Linked DNA regions of Mus musculus: regions 2 and 3 are each linked to region 1. The links are chromatin contacts, called in public HiChIP or PLAC-seq maps. All regions are on one chromosome and are shown on one strand. Each heading gives the region's core, a stretch centred on a gene start, on an enhancer-like site or on the middle of the called end of the contact. The rest is flanking DNA. Distances are from core to core; before and after follow the strand shown.

Region 1 (2,924 bases), core at 299-2,798:
GCCCATGCTTCAGTTTTGTTTAATCCATTTAGGGACTGCAGGTGTAACTCTGGTAGAACAACTGCTTACCAAGCTCACGGAACCTGGGCTTGGTCCTCACACACATCCCACATGTTCATATACAAATCCTGGCTTATATCTTAAGTCATTGAAAAATAGGTTAGAGGTAAGTAATGTATATTAAATGTTGGGAGAGGACTGTGTCTGCTAGGTATGGTTGAGGGAGGGCTTATTAAGGGAGAGTACAAAGGCTCTGGACTGAATATGGCCATGAAAGGAGGGGTGGGGAGTGAGAGAGAAAAGAGGAAAGGGATGGTGGTTTGGGGCAATCTGAAAAAGAGATCAGGAGATTCAGGTATGGAGGCAAAATGGCTGTTATATAGCTAAGTGGAAGCTCAGCCCCATGGAGGGAGAGGCTTAGGGTAGGAGGTCATGTGAGAAGTGCTGGGAAGAGCCACAGGTACTGGGCAAGACCTCTTCCAGATTTCTTTGAGATTTAACAAATGTAGCTGCTAAGCTTTAAATATCTTTATTTCAAACAAGGCATGGAGAATCAAATTTTTCTCTTCCATCAATTTGTTGGTCCACTTTCTCTTCCTCTAAGACAAGTTATCATTATGTAGTGATTTTTTTTTGGGGGGTGGTGGTGGGGGGTGGTTCAAGACAGTGTTTCTCTGTATTGCCCAGGCTGTCCTGGAACTCAATCTGTAGACCAGGCTGGTCTGGAACTCAGAAATTCGCCTGCCTCTGCCTCCCACCTGCTGGGATTAAAGGCATGCAGCACCACTGCCCAGCTGTCTCATTATGTAGTGGAGGCTGGCATAGAATTCACTGCCCAATCTCCTTTTGTGTGAGTTTCCTAAGAACTGGGATTGTACATTTGAACTACCATGCCCATCTTAACAGTTTTTTCTACTGGGGCTGGACAGATGTAATTCAGTGGTAGAGTTACCATTCTAGTTGGTGGCATGAACATGGGAAAATGTAGCCTAAAATGAGGAGGACTAAAGTCACATGCAATCACTTTCTTTAGGGCATAATAGAATTTACATTCTGAGGGTTAAGCAAGATCATATGAGCAAAGTTCAGGTGAGTTCAAGCTGTATACTGTCATGAGGACAGACCCTGCTTGGAAACCTCATCAGAATAATAGAAGCAGGACCTGTAACCTGAAGTAAACCTACTCCTACTTACCATACCTGGGAGGGGCACAGAAGCACATTCTAGGAACAGCCCATGCATGGGAGGAACAGCTCACAGACTCTTCTTGATCCTCATACTTCTGCATCTTTAGTGCTTGCATATGTGTGGGCCTGGCTACCAGAGGTTTTACACGGAGATCTCTGGCCAGGCTTGGTGCGAGGGTTCCCCGAAGGGAAGCGAATGCAGGCAGGGAGGGGAAGTTACTTCCCTGCTTCTGCTGTGCTGGTTGTCTCCACTTCTCTGCCATGCAGTAATTCTTCACTGAGTCGGGTCGGGCTGGGCCGAGGAGAAGCTGACTAGCGAGAGTGCGACAGGACCTCAGGCAGCTCTTTGGGAGAGCCGACCTCTCCCCAAGTGTTAGAGCTCTTAGGACAAAGCCTCAGATGACGGAGTAGTTCTCTCCCTGCATGGGACTTATATACAGTTTTGGGGATGATCCAGGGTTTGACAGCAGGTGCTTTTTATTGGCTTGGACTGAGTTTGGGGAAACCTTATTTGTATGTGGGAGGGCTTGGTGCAGCTAGTACTTGATTGATGCAGCATGCCTCTCTGCAGGGGGGCTGTGGGAGGCTGTAGCTACCTCTGCTGCTGTAGCTGTGTGCTGCGAGCACAGTGGGATACCCAGGAGGCGTGGCCAAACTCCTGCTGTCCCTTGCTGTTGGAAATCTCCGCCCACCACGGGGGCGGGGGGGGGGGGGGCGCTCCGGTTCCAGACCTGTGCTCGACCCGGGGGACCAGGCACAGCTCACCACCCCACAGATATGTACTACTGATCTCAGCTGGATATTTGGATTAAAATTTCATTTTCGAATAGATAAAAATAAGGTGTATGAAAACTTCTTATTTAGGTTCTCCTCTGACCTCCGTGGGCACCAGACAAGCAAGTGGTACACAGACATATGTGCATGCAAGAACCTATATTCACAACAACAAGTACTTTATTTATGAGCTAGTAATGTGTCTAAGCTGGGTAGTGGATGCTTACCCTAGCATGTGCAAAGTCTTGCTTTGATCCTCGATATCAAATATTTATATGGTGGCACACACCTAAAATCCCAGCATACAGTAGGCTGAGGCAGAAAGATCTCTACAGGTTTGAGGTTGGCCTGCATTACATAGAGAGACTGAAAGGACAGTAATAGCATCAGTTGCTACTTTGTACTCAGCATTAATATGTTAAGGATTACTTCTTACACTTTGTTTTCCTTTCACCTCTGAAAATGTATTAGAACCCTTTTTGGAGTCGATGAAGGATAGAGTTGGGATTTGAGCTTGGGCCTAGTACATGCTCAGTATACCTATTCCCAGCCTGAGGACTGCATTAGATTTTGCACTGTTTTTCCTCCGTGCATGCGCGCGCGCGTGTGTGTGTGTGTGTGTGTGTGTGTGTGTGTGTGTGTGTGTGTGTGTGTATACATGTGTCTATATGCACATGTGAGTGCAGGTGTAGGGGTTGTTGGTTCTTTCCTTCTACCATGTAAGTTCTAGAAATTGCCACATTTGGTGACAACCCCTTTTATCTATTGAACCATGTGGCTGGCCTCCTTTTCCCGTCCCTCCAACCTCCTGCATTTCTTCTTTTCAGGCAAGGTCTATGTAGTCTAGGCTGGCCTCAGCTTTGCTATGTAGCTGATCTTAAATTTCTGATCCTCCTCCTTCCACCTTCCTAGTTTTGGGATCATACTCAGCCAGGACTTCATGTATTCTAGGCACTGTTATTG
Region 2 (2,924 bases), core at 204-2,703, 230 kb before region 1:
AGGACATGAGTTCAACTCCAATTCCAAAGGGTTCAACACCCTCTTCTGGCCTCTGATGGCATCAGGCATGCATAGTCACAGAAATATACTCAGACACAACATACACGTTACAAGTCAAATAAGAATGTATTGGACTTGGGGGCTGAACAAATGGTTCAGTGGTTAAGAGTGCATATTGTTCTTTGCAGAGACCCTGACTTCCAGAACTAACACCCACAGAAAGCAGCTCAAAACCACCTGTAACACCACCTCTGGAGGATCTGACACACTCTTCTGGCTACCATGGGCCTTCAAACATATGTGTGCATACACAAACTATGTGTGCATATACAAACACAGATACACATAACTAAAATAAGAATAAATATTTTCCAAAACAACACTTCAGATGAATTTCTAGACGGTATTTAAAGCAAACTCACATATTATCCCGAAAATAAAAAGGCCGACTCTGGGTGGCTACCATCACTATCTTTTTTCCCCAAAGAATAAAAAACAGAGAGCTGAAACTTTTTCCAGTTTGGTGTAACACTTTTCTCCCCTGCATGCTGGTGTTCTGACAAGCTTAAGAATAATAAAAGTGTGTGTAAGTGTGATTGTTAAATATCTTGTAGATTAGCTGAACATCTTCAGTGGTCCAGTAAATTAAAAATTATTTCCAACTTGTATCTGTCTCCTATGCCAGGGACTTTCAAACAATTTCACTTTCAAACTATTTGAATGTCCACTACATTGAATTATTGAAGTTGGAACTGAGGTTTAAAAAAAAAAAAAACTACTTATCGTAACAGGTGATAAGAGATGACAGCTGTCAAATACAGAACATCCGTCTGTACTCGCCGTGTTTTTATTCCTGGTAAACCAGGATCCGCTCAACTCCTATAAATTATTCTAAACAAAATAAACAAATAAACTTCCTTGTGTCACAGCTGACACTCGCTTCCAGGAAGCTGATTCAAGCTGAAGGCCCGAGCAAACTTCTCCCTGCGAAAGCCAAGTGTGACATTCTTCCACGCAAAGCTTGAAGTCGGGACTTTAGGAAGCACTCCAACAGAGATGATTTGGGACAAGGCTGTACACGAAAGTAACTTTTAACGCCCCGTCCAAATCAACTTTCTTCTTCCTTCCTCCCTTCCCCCAAGAGTCGGGGGGGTGGGGATGTGAAATTGCCGCGTAGCAGCCACCTCCCTGCAGCTGCGTCCCTGGTGCGCCCCGCACCCTAAGCCGGGCCCCTCGGAGCCCTCTGCATCGTCCTCCCCATCCCGCACCGCGGCGGCGCCCCGTTCACACCCCCGCCTGCAAAGCCTCTGTAGCTGCACGGCCTCCCGGGCGGCTCACCATCGCAGCCCCACGACCGAACAGGAGCAGGTGGGCAGGCCCGTGGCTGGGGTAATTCGTTATCGGGGCTCGGGATCCATTGGCGCCAACAACTTCTCCCGCGAAGTAGCAGAAGCGCGGGCGGCGGCGCGCGGCGATGACGTCGGAGGCGCGCGTTCCCCGCGGCCCCGCCCCGAGGCGGGAGCTGCGCACTGGGTGCAGGACCACAGCCCTAGCAACCGGAGGGTTGCTACCTTGTAGGACGGCGAGTGCGCGTGCGATCGTGGCCGGGAGACGCCCAATTTGGGATCTGAGGCTGACTTCCTCTAAGCCGGGTTCCCAGGTGGCTTCCTTCCTGCAGTACACGCACGTGCTGCAAGGGCAGTGCTCTGTAGCCGCTTCCAGAAGTTCTTACTGCCACCACGGTAGGATGAAGTGTATTCGATGCGCCCCGCAAAGGTCAACTGTTCTCATCAAACTTTACACTGATTTATTTTATTTTTAATGTTTGACCTATTGATTTTGGCTCAAACTAACAGACCCTTAGTGAATGGACATTTTTTTTAACTTTTTAATACATTTATCTATTGAAGATGGAATGACAAGCTGTGGTCAGAGAACAACTTTCAGGGAACCTTCCATCACGTGGGTATATGTTTGCATTTAACGGACTGTTTACAGTAAAGGCATTTTGTTTGTTTGGGGGGGTTGTTTTTCTGAGGCAGAAGATCATGTGACTTGTCCAGGTCCCAAACTCCTTATGTAGCTGAGAATGACCTTGAACTTCTGATTTCTCTACTGCCTCCCAAACGCTGAAATCTCAGATATATGCCAACACTCCTGCTTTACACGATGCAAGGGATCAAACTCAGAGCTACTGTGAATGCATGCAACCAACTGGGCAACCCTCAGCCCCAATGTCTTTGCTCTAAAACTACCAAGCTAAGAGAACTAGCCCCCGGGACTGGAGAGATGGCTCAGCGGTTAAGATCACTGACTGCTCTTCCAAAGGTCCTGAGTTCAAATCCCAGCAACCACATGGTGGCTCAAAACCATCCGTAATGAAATCTGATGCCCTCTTTTGGAGTGTCTGAGGTCAACTACAGTGTACTTACATATAATAAATAAATCTAAGAAAGAAAGACAGGAAGGAAGGAAGGAAGAAAACTAGCCCCTTAATTCCTTCCTAAAGCTTCATTAAGTCTCTTAAAGAATAGTCAAATCTTTGACATAACCAAGACACGCCCACACAGGGGAAAAAAAAAAAAAAAACAAGAAAAGATTTAGGATAAGCAAGCTTTGGAAGCTGCTCTTGCTATGAAACTCTAGTGGGCCTGCCTCCACCACCCCACTGCTGGGATTATAGGGGTGGTAGCCCACACCTGGCCAGCAAGTTTCCTATGAGTAAATGAGCAACCTGGTTGTGGAATAGAAATTAACAATTGCATATAACTTTAAGAGAAAACGTGACTATCAAAGAATTTAGTGTAGAGGGCAGTATCAAACTTTGGCCTTGAACTTTGAAATCTTTTTCTAACCACTTCTTGTTGGGTCTTGTCATTTTATGACACCATATCTACTGGGAAAGACAGTAAAGCCTTCAGGAA
Region 3 (2,924 bases), core at 216-2,715, 150 kb before region 1:
GCACCAGCACCTGCAATTATCAAGTTAAAAAAGACACAAGCACCTCACCTTTTATGTATCCGGGTAGTTGGCATGTACGTCCGTACACCAGAGGGGCTCAGACAGTTGTGAGCTGCCTTATCTTTTTTTTTTTTTTTGGTAACAGGTTTTCTCTAGCTGTCCTGGAACTCACTATGTAGATCATACATACATACATACATACATACGAGGGTTTGCCTATATGTGCACATACTAGGAACTGAAATCAGGGCCTCCTGAAGAGCAGTGAGTACTCTTAAAGTCCGAGCCACCTCTCCAGTCCACACCACCCCTTACCAGTGTAAATTTATCTTTTCTCTAGTAGAGATAAACATACTATTCTATTTCTATATCTCGTTTGAATTAAAAGTTAATTCTTTCATCTGACTCACACTACAAGGGATGCCTGCTTTATTTACAGTAGTCTATTTTCTTACCGAGTGACTTACATACTCTCCCTGAGTTAGGGCTCCCATTTCCTATTTTATCTTTGAGGCAGGCCTGGAGCTACCTATGCAGCAGAGGTGACCTTGCACTCCTGGTCACCCTGCTTCTGCCTCCCAAGTGCACAAGTGGAGAAGGGCGCTACCAAACCCAGCTGAATTCAATTAAAAAAAAAATCTTACTGGGGAGTTAAGTTTTCAAAGAACTCAGGATCATTCTTTTTTTTTTTTTTATATTTATTTGTTTATTTCATGTATGTGAATACACTGTTGCTGTCCTCAGACACACTAGAAGAGGGCATCTAATCCCATTACAGATGGTTGTGAGCCACCATGTGGTTGCTGGGAATTGAACTCAGGACCTCTGGAAGAGCAGTCAGTGCTCTTAACCGCTGAGCCATCTCTCCAGCCCCAGGATCATTCATTTTTATATGCCTATATGTGCATATATATATGTACACTGTGTATGTGGCTGGTATCCTTGGAGACAAGAAGAGGACCCCTAATTACCTAGAACTGGAGTTAGAGATGTCTGTGACTCACCATGTGGGTGCTGGAAGGGTCCTGTGCAAGAGCAGAGCCATTTCTCCAGGCATTGAGTTAGTTAGTTAGTTAGTTAGTTAGTTAGTTAGTTGTTGTGACAGGTTTTCTGTAGCTGTCCTGGAACTCACTACATAGATAGACCAGGCTGGCCTGAAACTCAGGGATCCAACTGTCTCTGTCTCCCAAGACCTGGGATTAAAGGTATGCACCCAGCTAAAACTTTTAAAAATATTTATCTTTCTATATTTGTCTTGGAAATAACATTTAAAAAACAACACTCCAAAGTTTAAATCAAAACCAGGGAAAAGCAGCCCTGCTGCTCACTTGCTCGCTAAGGAGAGTAAGATGGGGGAGTTTCCAAGGAGTTAACAGAGTTGCCAGCTGACTCTGCTGAGACCTCGTATCTCACAAACAAACGGCAGAGAAAAGGCCCTCTAGCGAGTGAGTGAGAGGTTAAAGAAAGCAGACCAGTCTTTGTGGTGAGCAGATAAGGCCTTCCTGGCGCTGCCGCTAAGCCAGTGCTAAGGCCGTGCTGAAGCTCAGTTTGGCGCCATGCTGGCGGCGGCGGCCCTCCTCCACCAACTGTTCTTCGTCTTCCCTAAATTACTCTGCCAGGAGCCTCTCCGCCGTCCACACGGCTGCAGGAGGCTGCAAGTAACAACTCGCTAGTACTTGCAGAGCCCTGGTGCAGCAAAGACCGGTGACACACAGATGCTCTGCTCTGGGCCTGTTCTGCCAGCTCCCCAGCTCCACATGAATGAATGCGAATGCAGACAGGGCTCCTAAGGCCCACATTGTTCCCTCAGACTTCTCACGGCACAGGCAGGGCTGAGTGTCTGAAAGGTACGGGAGCAACACCAGGCCGGCCACGAGCCTGGGTACCCGGCGAGGTGGATGGTAGCTATTCTCACAGGAGGATGACAGTGTTGTTCCAGGTGAAGCAGTTCCTCAGAGGCCACCCACAGTCAAACCCCACCCCTCACCCAGGCTTCACTGGGGTAAAGCTCAGCTGTGCATAACAAGAGTGCACCATGGAACCACAGTGGGTCTTCTTCACCTTTACGATAGGGCACACACTGTTTCCGTATGATAGGCACCTGATACCCTTCTACTGCCAAGTAAAGGACACCAACCTTAGGTTACAAACGAACAACCCAGACTTTGCAGAGAACAGGCCTCTTGTCCTGGTTATCTTACTGTCCTACTGCTAACTTAGAAAATGTGACGCTTTGAAACCCATCAATGGGTTCACAGATCGTCTGGGTGGGCACTGAGGTGGCTCAGAGGGTAAAGGTACTTCTGCCCAAGCCCGAAGCCCTGTGACAGGAGAAGGAAGGGGTGGGCGAACTGACTCTACAAAGTTGTCCTCTGACCTCCACATATGCCCCACCCAAAGTCATGCATATACACACACAATAATAACTAAAACAAAATAATGATAACCAGACCAAACCAAACAAGCAAAACAGCCGGCTTAGAATCCTGATTACCTGGAAGCCAATGGTCTGTAGCTCACTGTGGAGCCCATCCAGGACACGCCGACCATCAAAGATAAAGGCTGGCTTCAGCATTTTTTTATGAATCCGTTCGTAATCCAGTTCCTGTGTAGATGTACCAGTGAATAATTAGGACACACATGTAGACACAGACCCAACTTGTGTTTGCACTGGAATGCCTCTACATCACCTTAAACATGTCCCACTCAGTGCAGATAACGAGGGCATGGGCGCCATCACACGCTTCGTATGGGTCCTTGGAAATGGTCACCAGTCTGGACACTATAAAAACAGCAACGACCAAGAGAGATGAGACACAAACGAGGCACGGGAAGTTACGTGTTTTAACACTGTAGAAGGAGTGTCTGACAGTGAATGAATGGGAAGTGGGAGCCAGGAGCAACCCCACACTTTCTTCACAAGT

The links. HiChIP or PLAC-seq counts read pairs in DNA pulled down with a chosen protein or histone mark.
Region 2: a contact with region 1 is called in an H3K4me3 HiChIP or PLAC-seq map of embryonic stem cells, with 4 times the contacts expected there. The contact joins the promoter of Rfc1 here to the enhancer-like site in region 1. A contact is called at or near these places in 1 of 39 promoter capture datasets (cranial neural crest), 1 of 115 datasets of contacts at active chromatin or transcription factors (embryonic stem cells) and 4 of 9 other capture datasets (adipose tissue, embryonic stem cells, liver and 1 more).
Region 3: a contact with region 1 is called in an H3K27ac HiChIP or PLAC-seq map of embryonic stem cells, with 2.6 times the contacts expected there. The contact joins two enhancer-like sites. A contact is called at or near these places in 5 of 39 promoter capture datasets (embryonic stem cells, hematopoietic stem and progenitor cells, liver and 2 more), 1 of 15 datasets of contacts at CTCF or cohesin (large pre-B cells), 6 of 484 Hi-C or Micro-C datasets (the AML12 cell line, the AtT-20 cell line, LSK cells and 3 more), 1 of 115 datasets of contacts at active chromatin or transcription factors (embryonic stem cells) and 3 of 9 other capture datasets (adipose tissue, liver and pancreatic islet).

Annotation. Positions count from the first base shown.
Region 1 is chr5:65,559,908-65,562,831 of GRCm38.p6, forward strand. All of the region lies in intron 1 of Ube2k (ubiquitin-conjugating enzyme E2K), which reads left to right. Gm40309 (a long non-coding RNA gene) reads left to right here. Exons shown (of 2, transcript XR_868455.3): 2 at 1-2,924. Among named protein-coding and RNA genes, the nearest start is that of Gm40309, 20 kb to the left of the region's middle. Within about 2 kb of position 1,549, at least 35 of the 459 cell types and tissues checked have an H3K27ac peak or open chromatin away from gene starts, as enhancers often do. A contact at or near this core is called in embryonic stem cells and stem cell-derived epiblast-like cells, where this site is marked.
Region 2 is chr5:65,334,186-65,337,109 of GRCm38.p6, forward strand. Rfc1 (replication factor C (activator 1) 1) reads right to left here and starts at 1,454. Exons shown (of 25, transcript NM_001347357.1): 1 at 1,339-1,454. The coding sequence starts at 1,341.
Region 3 is chr5:65,414,331-65,417,254 of GRCm38.p6, forward strand. Ugdh (UDP-glucose dehydrogenase) reads right to left here. Exons shown (of 12, transcript NM_009466.2): 10 at 2,691-2,782; 11 at 2,495-2,605. Among named protein-coding and RNA genes, the nearest start is that of Ugdh, 20 kb to the right of the region's middle. RefSeq lists an enhancer at 645-2,242. Within about 2 kb of position 1,466, at least 121 of the 459 cell types and tissues checked have an H3K27ac peak or open chromatin away from gene starts, as enhancers often do. A contact at or near this core is called in embryonic stem cells and stem cell-derived epiblast-like cells, where this site is marked.